4 separate regions of the Mus musculus genome follow, and all the other regions are linked to region 3. Evidence: chromatin contacts called from public HiChIP or PLAC-seq and promoter capture Hi-C data. All regions are on one chromosome and are shown on one strand. Each heading gives the region's core, a stretch centred on a gene start, on an enhancer-like site or on the middle of the called end of the contact. The rest is flanking DNA. Distances are from core to core; before and after follow the strand shown. Region 1 overlaps Anks1 (ankyrin repeat and SAM domain containing 1). Region 2 holds the start of Nudt3 (nudix (nucleotide diphosphate linked moiety X)-type motif 3). Region 3 holds the start of Uhrf1bp1 (UHRF1 (ICBP90) binding protein 1). Region 4 overlaps Anks1 (ankyrin repeat and SAM domain containing 1).

Region 1 (2,700 bases), core at 186-2,685, 190 kb before region 3:
CACAAACAGGATGCCCCCTCGCCCCAAGACACCAAACCCTACTCTAATGGAATAAACTCACTCATCCTACTGAATGGACGGTAGGCTGGGACTCTGTGCCAGCTCTACAAACAAGGCCCTTCACACGAGGTCAGGACAAGTGGGCACAAGTGAGAGAGAGCTCTGCTTCAAGGTTACAGTCTGAAACCCCCAGGACTAGGAGAGGAGGAGACAGGCCTCCCAGAAAATGGGGGAACGGAGCAGATGGGTCTGTCCGCCTTACCAAGATGCATAGCATATAAATGACAGTGTTCAGAGAGTGACCTTTTGCCTTGTGCCTCCCAAGTGCACAATTCCACCCTACCAATCACCATCAGTGTGACCCTGAGCAAACCACATAGCCTCTGCTTTCATGTGGGAAACAGGGAGAGACACCAGCACAGAGCTCAGATATTATCAACTGCTGAGATTGGTACCCAGCTCACAGGAAGGATGTGAGCTGTCACAGCTACTGCTGTGACATCGAATGGCCCGCTCCTGAGCATGACTTAGCTCAGGCACTGCCTTGAATGGCTCACTAGGACGCACTGGGCAAGGCTTCTTGGAGACGGATGACAATGGGGCCACTGGCTCCTGAGAGCAGGGTTTAAGCTGAGTCCCAGCTGCTCAGAGAGCAGGGGTGAGACGCCGGCTTTCCCTTTGACCTCTTGTACTCCCTGTGAGTGCAGGATGAACCTCAGAAAAGCAACCAAGCCACCACTCAGCCCTCCTCTGGTCAGCTCTGAGGCCAGGCACATGTGAGGCTCTCTGGTTTCCTCTGCTTGGAGGGGCAGGAGGAAACCTTTGCTACAGTGACAACAGCAACATTCTGGAAAGTAAGGGAACTCCTGGCATCCAACTGAGATGGGTCATGGGGTGCCTGGCTGCCCTGCCCACCAAAGCTGCTAGCCAGGGTACCTCAGCACATAGCACACCAGCATCCAGTCTAAGAAACAGGGCTGGGGCTGGGGTCTGAGTTAGGGATTCCAAGAGTGCTCCCACTGAGTGGCACTTGGGCCACAGGTAGTAGGGCCAGGACAGTCGGCAAAGTTAGCTTCAGTTACCCAGCTGACTTCCGGGTGCCCACGGCCCCTATGGTTCTCCTCTGTGGCTTATGTCCTCTTTCACACTCCAGCTGGGTGGGCCAGCTTCCAGCAAGCAGCACCAGCCTGGGCCAGCACATCTGACGTACTCACCAGGAAGCGGACATCATCAAAGCCGTTCAGCAGCAGCTTGCTCTCGTACTGCTGCAGGCCAATCGACTCCAGCCACTCCCCGACGCTCTGCTCCAGCGTCCGAGAACCTGACGAGAGAGGAATCGGCAGACGCTTGAAAAGGGAGAACCCGTTAAGGCGGTAGCAGCGGCACTCAGAGGAAGACAGGTGGCACTGCCACATCATAGTCATTACCATGAGGCAGTCAGACTATGTACAAGAGAGCAGAGAGCAGGCTCTCGGCTTTTCTTCTCTGTACAGGCAGGGACGGAGCTGCCTAGCGCTGGATGTGAGCCAACTCGGGTGGCTGCTGCCCACACACACCCCACGGTAGGAGCTGGCCGGGGCCGGGGCCGAGGCTGTACATGCACGATCACAGCCCAGGGTCAGGGGAGCCAACCCCCAGTGGTCTCTGGGTCAACTCCTCAACGTCCACACAGAGGCATGGCAGAAAGTCTGTCCCCACAGGCACTAGAAGGGAACACCAGAGCTCTAAGTGCCCGCCAGCCTGGCTGCTCCTCCCATCCATGCAACTTCTGGAGCTGCCGTGGGGCTGTGGCGAGGGGCTAGTTCTGCGACCTTGCAGCAGAGACCAGTCAGGAGACAACGCGAGTCTTCATGCAGCAGAGGGACACAGGCACACAGCGAGGGCTCTGGGAAGGAAGCGGCGGCGCTCATGGGGACCCAGCACATGCAACGCAAGCAGCACGCAGAACGGCGGGGGCAGAGAAGGGTCTTTTACTTGTTTTCCCCCAGCAGTCCCGGAATAAGCAAACCATGGCCCCGAGCTCCACGTGCTCCCAGCTCAGGACAGCCGGGTGGGCTGGAGTGTGGGAACCAGGCTCAGGGATGGCTCTGCTGGGTCAGTGGCCGGCCGACCAGGGCTCATCTACAGATAGCCTCTGGAGGCTGGCAAGTGGGGTGCCCCCTGGGCTGAGGCGCTGCTGCCTTCCTGGCCTGGGCTGGCATCCAGGAGCGTGGCGTTCATGCTCCCTGTCTTCCGTGGTGGTTCCTATGACCTGCCTGCCTGCTTAGGGGGCAGCGGTCGGGCTGTTCAGTTCTTGGTCAAAGAAGACAAAACCAGGCAGACAGAAGAAAGAGGCACTTGTCATCAGGAGGCGGCAGTGTCTATTCAGTGTGCTGCTCTCTGGCTGAGCGACACGCACACGCACACACACACACACAAACACACACAGCTTTCTTCCCAGGGTCTCTGGTCTCTACTGATGCACAGGAATGGAGAAGGTCTTCTCACTCAGCTCTTCAGTCAGGGCTGGACCGAGGCAGTGCACGAGGGCAGATGTCCGTCCCTCCCTCCCGGCAGCCCTCAGGTGTTCAGCTGTATGCCTTCACACCCACCTGACTTCTTTAGTTCTTGTAGCACGGACAGGTAAGAGGAGGGCAAGGAGGAGGAGACAAGAGAGGTGCAAGGTGGGAGAAATTAGAGCCAACTACAGACATCACCTCC
Region 2 (2,700 bases), core at 156-2,655, 230 kb after region 3:
TTCAGGCGCTCCTATCCCTGAGGCACCTTTTCAGCCAGACTTTTTACATTTTTACTTTATTGGTGTTTTGGCTGTATATATATCTGTGTGAAGGAGCCAACAGACAGTTGTGAGCTACTCTGTATGGTACCATGTGAACTACCATATACTGGGAATTGAATCAGGGTCCTCTGGAAGAACAGCCAGTGTTCTTAATCACTGAGCCATCCCTCCAGCCCCTTCATTTAGTTTTTAAAGAAGTTAGAATATGTGTGGACACATATGTCATAGAGCACATGTAGCGGTGAAGCTTGTGGGAGTTGGTTCTCTCCTTTCGCTATGTGTGCCAGGGATCTAGCTCAGGTGGTCAGGCTCCATGGCCAGTGCCCTTTTAAACTGACACATCTCTTGGGCCCCTCTAGATTATTAATGAAGTATACTACATACAAGATGATTAAAACAGGTAACGGGGACCCGTCAGATATCCCAGAAAGGTCATTTGCAGCCAGGCCTGACCACTTAAATTCAGTCTCCTGGTCCTCTGTGGTGGGAGAAAATGGATTCGTTTAAGTTGCCCTCTGACCTCACAGAAGCAATCATGGCGCACACACCTGTCCCCACAAACGTACGCTGTGCGCTTTGGGATTTATTTATAAATCTTGAATATCTTGACAGAATTTTCTAAACGTTTAGCACACGGTAATGGTGCCCGTTTTGTTGCAGGAACGCTGTAGCCCACTTTCACGTCCTCTAAGAGGGTCATCCCAGTGTTATAGTCACGGCCAGAAACCATATTTCATGATTTACGTACGTGTGCTGTGCACACTCTTACAGTCTCTCCCTTTCTGCTCCTGTTTAAGAGGATGGCGTTCTCTCTTTTCTTTCCTTCCTTTTTTATTTTCTTTTTTGCAGTGCTGAGGTTCGAACCCAGTCCCTCAAGCATGTCGCCAGGCAAGTGGCAGCTTTTGCCTTTTTTGCACAAATGGCTGCAGGACGCACATATGTCCAGACAGCTACCAACTGACCGCAAAGAGCAGCCCCGCCCCGCCCCACTCCTGATCCCCAGCAGCTAAGGTTGACAGTCTGCGGCGAGGGACAGCAGAGCGGCGCTGTCACTCTCCCTGTCATCTGAGCGGCGCGACCTTGGATCGGGCTGGGCCGCTCAGCCGGTGACCTTGGGCGGGCCCCTGCTCTCTGCCCAGCGGCGCCCGGGACCGTGGGGTCGCGGGTGGTGCCCACGCGCCGCGCCTCACCCGGCTTCCGCCATCCCCAGCCCTACGCTGTCTGCGTAGCAGCCGCGCCAGCTTCCGCGGCCTTCAGTGCAGACGCTCTCCCGCGCCGGGCGCGATTCCGGAACGCCGTCCGCGCTGCGCACGCGCGGCCGTCCGGCGAGCCCGCGTGCCTTACGCAGCTGACGCAGCGCGTCCAAAATGGCGGCGCGGTCGTCGTCGGGGGCGGCGGCGGTAGAGGGGGCGGTGGCGGTGGCGACGGCGGCCGTGACGGCGGCGCAGGGCCTGGGCCGGGGGCAATGAGGCTGTCCCGCCGCGGAGCCGTGTAGCGGACACACAGACCCTCCTCCCCGCCCTCTCGATCGAGCCTGGGGCGCGCGCGCGCGCGGCCGCCCGCCTGCAGCAGGCTCCCCTTCCCTGGACTCCGAGGCCCCGCACGGCACCCCCCACCCGGGCCCGGAGGATGATGAAGCTCAAGTCGAACCAGACCCGCACCTACGACGGCGACGGCTACAAGAAGCGGGCCGCGTGCCTGTGCTTCCGCAGCGAGAGCGAGGAGGAGGTGAGGCGCCCTGCCGGGGGTCGGCGGCGCCCGACGGGGTTTCCTGGGGAGAAGGGGGGGTGGGGAGCGGAGTGGAGAGGGCCCGGGGCAGCGGGATGCCATCCCGCGGCGGGCCGTCGGGGGTTGGCCGCCGTTCGCCCGGGGCAGTGGCTAGGCAGCTCGGCGCTCGGCACACGTGCATGGGGCGCAGGCCGGCCTTTGTGGCGGAGCGGAGGGCCGCTCCCTCCCTCCCTCCCTCCCCGCAGGGTTGCTGCTGGCCGAGGGGAGGTGGCTGCGGGCGAGCACTGGCAGCGACAAGCCGGGGCCAGCCGTTCGATTCTAACGTTGAGCTGCTGAGTCCGTATGGTTGGAGCCTGAAAAGAAAGGGCACTGGACACGGTTGTCGTCGAGGTTGTTATTCATATTGACCGGAACACTTCACGACCATCAAAAGCTGTATTTATGAAGATCTCTGTCCCGACGTTTCTCTGCTGTGCCCAATAGGATGAGTCGTAGGGTAAGCTAGGATAATAGAACGTTTTAGAGTCTTGTTCCTTTTTCCTTAAGGAACTTAAAAAAAAATTTTTTTTTCGGCTTCACAAAGCCGTTTCTGTGGTGATGAAGCGAGATTCATGAAAGGCGCGTGGTTTGTAAATCCACAAAGAATAGCTGCTTTGGAAATTCATAAAATGCCTGTGGGGACACATTGCTGTCGTGTGTGTGCATGGTGGTAAGATGGCAGTTCGCTTGAAAACAATGAAGGGCAGTGAAACTGAGTATGTTTTATCCCGGCCCTCGGCGGTGGGCTGGGGTGGCAAGCCTGCAGTACGGTGCATCGTGTTGAAATGGGCGACAGGAACTTGACCCGTTAGTTATGAAAGGCTCTGATGAAAGGGAGGATGGACTACCAGGAATCACTGTCCGGTAGATACTCAGGAGGAGGAAGAGGAG
Region 3 (2,700 bases), core at 165-2,664:
CAGCCTAGATAGTCTTTGACGTATCTACTACTACTATCTAGTTTGAAAGAGATAAACGTTGAAGAGGAAGTGCCCAGACTCCAGGAGCCGGCCCTTCAGTCATGCACATAACAGTTAATCAAACAAGGTATCTGAATCTAGCTAATAAATGTCTAAGATCACATAAGCCAATGTCAGCCAGGCAACGGGGGACACCACGTCAGGGACAGAGGCTCACACAAGCCCTGGTGTTCCATGTTGACTGGCAACACTCACACACACCTCTTGAAAACCACTAGTCACTGTGCTGCCAAACTCTGGATCACTAGAGCCTCTGAGACAACCTAAATTAACAACCATCACCAAGCTAGAATAAGCAGCGAAAACCAACTGCAAAGCTAGCTCCCAATTTTCGCAGCCACCCATTCTAACAAGCTGCATCATCACGCAGAGACCAGGAGTCCTTCAGATATAGCTGAAAAGTGTCTTGCCAGCTAACCCGTCATGCCCCAAATACAGAGCGACAGGACAGCTTAACAGGAGGCCACAAAGCACAAGTGGACACTGGCTGTCAAACAAACCTCCATGGCATCTTAAAGGGAAGGCTGCTGAAACTTTATCCCCCACCTCCGCTGACCTTTCTCCAATCCGTCTGTGTACGGAGAAGAAAGCGGACCCAGAAAGGAGGGAGGTCCGAAAGGACGACCAGCCTCGGGTGAAGGGTTTATATCTTTTCAAGAGTGATGCAACAGGGTCAGACAGAAGAGGAGGAGCTCGCCTCACAGAAGGAGAAAGCCGGCGTCGGCGCTGCAATCGAAGGGGACCTGGGTAATCCAGCACGGAGCGGCAAAGCCAGAAATGAACCGGCGCTGGGCGGCTCGGCAGGCGGGAAGAGGCCTCCAGGGCTGGCCTGCCAGGTTCCGTGCGGGTCTGGAAGGTACGGCCAGGAAAGGGCTGGGTGACCCGCGCCGAGGAAGGAGGCGGCGACGGGGGTGGGGAGGAAGGTGGCCCGGGCGAGGGAGTAATGCAGCGCCGACAACGGCCCGCAAGAGTTGAATCGCGCCTGCAGGGAGCCGCTCGCCCAGAGCGGCCGGAGGGAGGTCGGAGGGCTCGGAAAAGGACCGAGTACGCGGGGTGGCGCTCTCACCGGGACAGATGCTTCAAGATCTGCTTCTTAATGATCCCGGCCATGCTGCAGCCCGGGCCCGCGTGGAATGCAGGCAGACGGGCAGCCGTGGCCTCCTCAGTTGTGGAAAAGAGGCGTCCTCTCACCTCGCCGCGGCGCGGGCACCGGCTGCCGTAGCCACAGTGGCCGCCATGGCTCTCTGTCGCCCCTAACTCAGCGCCAGGAGTTCCGCCGCGTTCCCACCCGCCCGTGCGGCGCCGCAGGATCCCGCGGAGCAGAACCCAGACCGCACGCCACCCTCCGGGATCCCCGTGGCGAGAGCGCACGGCGAGGGGCGGGGACGCGCGCGGCGGCACAGGCGCAAGGGATGAGGGGCGGGGCGGCGGGAGCTCAGAGGCATAGGGGGCGGGGCAACTGCGCGGGGCGGGGCTTACACGCTCAGAGGCGGGGCTCACTCTTCCAGAAGGTAGATGGTGGCATTCGCCTTTACTCCGAACTCTCCAGAGCCAGAGGCAAGCAAATATAGGACCTTGAGACCAACCCTGTCTACATGGGGACTACCAAGACAGGGTTACATTAAGAGACCTTGTCTCTTCTGAGTTCGAGGCCAGCCTGGTCTACAAAGTGAGTTCCATGACAGCCAGGGCTATACAGAGAAACGCTGTCTCGAAAAACCACAAAAAAAAAAAAAGACCCAAGAAATCTAACCTTTAATGCTTCCAGTTTCAAGAAAAATATCTGCAGTTATTAAGCTGCTAAATACATAAGGCCTCCGTGATAAAGTGCTCGCCAAGCCTTGGGCCACTCCATTAAACACAGATGGAGGCTCCTTCCACTCTTCACTGTATCCAGGAGATACTCAGATACCATCTGACCAAAGCTACAAAACTGGGGCAAGGGCTGAATCCTGTTTCCATGCATGACAATGGCTCAGTGCAGGATCTCATTTCCCAATGCACCATTCTGACAAACTGCTGAGGTCAAAACGCCGAACAACCACAGCAAACCTAACCAACATACTTTGCTTAAAGCCCCCTTTAGGAAATTTAAATGTCTATTGATCATTAGTACATGACTCAATATACTTAACTGCCTTTTGAAAAGGGAGCAATGGAAATGAGAGCCAATGTCTTTAATTCTCGCTATTTCGTGTGGTTTTGCTTTCTTGGTAAGTTTGGCGGGAGTAGGAATTAATTACATCAAGCAAATGAGGTAAGTACTCCACTCAGACGCACCGCCCCCCAAAGACGGAGTGTTTTTATTTATCTGTGCATTCCTATGTGAGTGTGAATGTCATGTGCCCACAGAGACCAGAAGCTGTCAGATTCTTTGGCACTGGAGTTACAAGTAGTTGTGAGCCACTTGGTGTGGGTGCTGAGCACTGCACCTAAGCCCTCTAGAGCAGCACTTAGCAGGGAGCCATCTCTCCAGTCCCCAGGTCTTTTAAGTTTACTCTTGGAGCCCAGCGTGGTGGCGCAAGCCTTTAATCCCAGCACTCTGGAGGCAAAGGCAGGCGGATTTCTGAGTTTGAGGCCAGCCTGGTCTACAAAGTGAGTTCCAGGACAGCCAGGGCTACAAAGAGAACCCCTGTCTCG
Region 4 (2,700 bases), core at 149-2,648, 140 kb before region 3:
AGGGCATGGAGTCCGGGTATTGAAGGAGACCGAGCACAGGGGGCCTGACCGTCCCTGCAGCGCATTCCTTCCTGTGCTGTGGGAGTGGGGTAGGCATACCTTCAGTCCTCCCGTCTGTGGTCCCCAGCTTCTTGGTTTCTGCCGTGAGCAGCAGCTCATATGGGTGCTCCTCCTCTTCCTGGGGAGCACTACTCTGAATCCTGGGTCTCACAGCCAGGCCCTAGGAGACAGAAATAGCCAGACATGTTGGACAGAGGCAGGTGGCACATGACAAAGCTCTGATTCTTGCCTAGAGGTTGACATTCTGGAAACTTCATGTCCAGTGCATGAGGCTGAGACGCAGACCATAAAAGAGGGGCCTGGTGGGTGTGTGGTCCTTAGGAGCCTTCTCAAACAAATCCTCTCCCAGGGGAGTTGTGGCTTATGTGGCATACATGATGACTTCAGTTGTTACCATGTGAGCCTGGCACCCCCATGCCCTCTGCCACACACCCTCCACACTGTGATGCAGTCAGACTCCCACAGAAGCTAATGAGCACACAGCTGCTTCCTCTTGGCTTCGTGGTATTCCAAACCGTGAGCCAAAGAAATGTCTTTATTCTTTAATGTACCCAGACTTGGAGATTTTGTTGAAGCAATGGGAAAACCTAAAACAATTTCTATATGAAATCCCCACAACCTGATTAAACCATTCTTTTTTTATCTTTTTACCTCATTTTATCCTTCGATACAAATCTAAGCCTCTCTTTCCTCCCCTCTCTCTTCCACACTGCTTTCTGTGGAGACTACTTTCTTCTCCAACATGCACCTACACTTCCCAAAGGCCAGTATCTACCTCAAAAGGAAGACATGATACTCTTGATGCTCAACCCTTCACAGGTACTAGACACAAACTGGCCTGTCCGCATCCTCTTCCTCCTCCTTTGCTACTGCAGTCCTGAATAGCCGTGGGAATGAAGCAACCCCAAAGCTAGCTTTCTCCCACGTTATAAGGTGACTTCAGATTCCCTCTAACAGTCTTGACAGTCAGCAACTACGGAGTGGGTTTCTGTGGGCAACAGCAGCTCCACCTGCTGAGACAGCACTGATCAAGCAGAGACACACCGTTAGTGAGCGTCAGGAGCCGTCTGTGGCACACGGAGGGGTACGGAGACCCCTGCTCTGATGATTCTTCTCACCTGTCCTGAGCCCAGTGTGGTTAAAGGCAAGTTAAGGATAATTATATCCCAGCAATCAAGCTAGAGCACAAAACTTCCAGAGCCCAAGTGATGGGTAGAGCCTGGGCGTGAAGGGGGCGGGGCTGCGATTCTCACTGACAGATCAGCAGGTCCTCTAGGCAGAGCTCCTTAGGACACACAGATACCTGTCATTACACACTGGGAAGGCAACAGGCTGGTGACTCACCAGTCTCCTGTGGGGCTCCCTGTGACCACTTCCCCTGAAGAGAGGACAGCTCTCCTAGTCTCAGACTGAAGGAGAAGCTGATGTTTGCTTACGAGAAAGGCTGCCATTCTGACGGCAGAACAGTGTCTCTAACACTCTGTGGAGCCCAGCAGGGGCCCCTCTGTGCAAGCCACCTGGAAGCCATGGCTCCTTTACTCTGGGAGTCCTGGGCATCTCTATTCCAGGAACACAATTAAGGGAACAAAGAGGAGCCATTAAGTAGTTTGCTCGACCCCACAGGCTCTTCTGACAGGAGCTTGTGCTCTGCAGGTTTACATCACATGATCCTCAGGCAGGGCTCTGGAATCTGACTACTGCTTCTATGTCTGCTTCAGCAAGAGTTCTCCCCAGGCCCAGGAAGGCTTCCCTGAACGGGAACTGACCTGGATGCCTGACCTACAGCACGGGGCTGGACACAAGACTTCCAAGGACAAGTGTGAGCAGAGACCATCACCCACAACAGTGGGGACACAGTCACAGCTAGAGTACCTGCTTCTGGCCCATTCATCTGTAAACTCAGCAAGCCAGGCACCTGTCCAAGGTCACCCAAAGTTCACAGCAGAGCTATGCCACTAAGCACACTTCCTCAGATTCTAATCCAGACTGGCCTCAGTATTCTTACATCCAAGGTGAACGGCCTTTCCTGTTCAGCTGCAAAATGAGAGCCCTACCTGGACCCAGACAATATCCGAGGGTGTTCCTGTCTGTCCTCTTGCTCTAGCCTGACCAAGCTGTGGGATGAAATGTCAGAGCCAACAACCAACCTTTCTTCCAGCCATCCTTCCTCCCCCAGAAGCAGCCCTGAGTCACAGTGACTATGGCAGTAACTGAATTTCAACAGAAAGAATTCAGCTTTTTACTGCATTGCTCCTAAGTTCTCCTTCCCTCTTCCTCTAGGGCTGGCTGAAGCAGTGATGACTGAAAGCTGAAGCAGTGCACTGTCTGCTCTGTGAGGAGCAGCCCCGCTTGGTCACAGCATGTTGTGAGGAGCTATCACCAATTGTAGCTGGGGTGTATGTGGCTGAGGAGCCCCATGATAGAGGAGACCACAGCTACCCTCATGGCAGCTGGCAGCCTCTCAAGAGGAGTGAAAACCTGGAGGCTGGAGAGATGGCTCAGTGGGTAAGAGCACTGACTGCTTTTCCAGAGGTCCCAAGTTCAATACCCAGCAACCACATGGTGGCTCACAACCACTCGTAATGAGATCTGATGCCCTCTTCTGGTGTGTCTGAAGACAGCTACAGTGTACTCATATAA

What was found. HiChIP or PLAC-seq counts read pairs in DNA pulled down with a chosen protein or histone mark. Capture Hi-C pulls out chosen DNA fragments and counts their contacts.
Region 1: a contact with region 3 is called in an H3K4me3 HiChIP or PLAC-seq map of forebrain, with 3 times the contacts expected there. The contact joins the enhancer-like site here to the promoter of Uhrf1bp1 in region 3. A contact is called at or near these places in 4 of 39 promoter capture datasets (embryonic stem cells, hippocampal neurons and trophoblast stem cells), 3 of 484 Hi-C or Micro-C datasets (the HPC-7 cell line, LSK cells and large pre-B cells), 7 of 115 datasets of contacts at active chromatin or transcription factors (the 230-238 cell line, the HPC-7 cell line, bone marrow-derived macrophages and 2 more) and 4 of 9 other capture datasets (adipose tissue, embryonic stem cells, liver and 1 more).
Region 2: a promoter capture Hi-C map of liver shows a contact between it and region 3. The contact joins the promoter of Nudt3 here to the promoter of Uhrf1bp1 in region 3. A contact is called at or near these places in 1 of 39 promoter capture datasets (the SN4741 cell line), 9 of 115 datasets of contacts at active chromatin or transcription factors (the HPC-7 cell line, the SCID.adh cell line, bone marrow-derived macrophages and 6 more) and 3 of 9 other capture datasets (adipose tissue, liver and pancreatic islet).
Region 4: an H3K4me3 HiChIP or PLAC-seq map of bone marrow-derived macrophages shows a contact between it and region 3, with 4 times the contacts expected there. The contact joins the enhancer-like site here to the promoter of Uhrf1bp1 in region 3. A contact is called at or near these places in 3 of 39 promoter capture datasets (the C10 cell line and embryonic stem cells), 1 of 15 datasets of contacts at CTCF or cohesin (large pre-B cells), 5 of 484 Hi-C or Micro-C datasets (cerebral cortex and embryonic stem cells), 5 of 115 datasets of contacts at active chromatin or transcription factors (bone marrow-derived macrophages, effector CD8 T cells, embryonic forebrain and 1 more) and 3 of 9 other capture datasets (adipose tissue, embryonic stem cells and pancreatic islet).

The regions. Positions count from the first base shown.
Region 1 is chr17:28,041,191-28,043,890 of GRCm38.p6, reverse strand. It overlaps Anks1 (ankyrin repeat and SAM domain containing 1), which reads right to left. Exons shown (of 25, transcript NM_181413.4): 14 at 1,215-1,321. Among named protein-coding and RNA genes, the nearest start is that of Gm35290, 35 kb to the right of the region's middle. Within about 2 kb of position 1,435, at least 69 of the 459 cell types and tissues checked have an H3K27ac peak or open chromatin away from gene starts, as enhancers often do. A contact at or near this core is called in forebrain and hippocampal neurons, where this site is marked.
Region 2 is chr17:27,622,157-27,624,856 of GRCm38.p6, reverse strand. It overlaps Nudt3 (nudix (nucleotide diphosphate linked moiety X)-type motif 3), which reads left to right and starts at 1,405. Exons shown (of 5, transcript NM_019837.2): 1 at 1,405-1,770. The coding sequence starts at 1,672.
Region 3 is chr17:27,855,221-27,857,920 of GRCm38.p6, reverse strand. Uhrf1bp1 (UHRF1 (ICBP90) binding protein 1) reads right to left here and starts at 1,414. Exons shown (of 21, transcript NM_001080769.1): 1 at 1,127-1,414. The coding sequence starts at 1,170.
Region 4 is chr17:27,993,454-27,996,153 of GRCm38.p6, reverse strand. Anks1 (ankyrin repeat and SAM domain containing 1) reads right to left here. Exons shown (of 25, transcript NM_181413.4): 11 at 100-220. Among named protein-coding and RNA genes, the nearest start is that of Gm35290, 12 kb to the left of the region's middle. Within about 2 kb of position 1,398, at least 47 of the 459 cell types and tissues checked have an H3K27ac peak or open chromatin away from gene starts, as enhancers often do. A contact at or near this core is called in bone marrow-derived macrophages and embryonic stem cells, where this site is marked.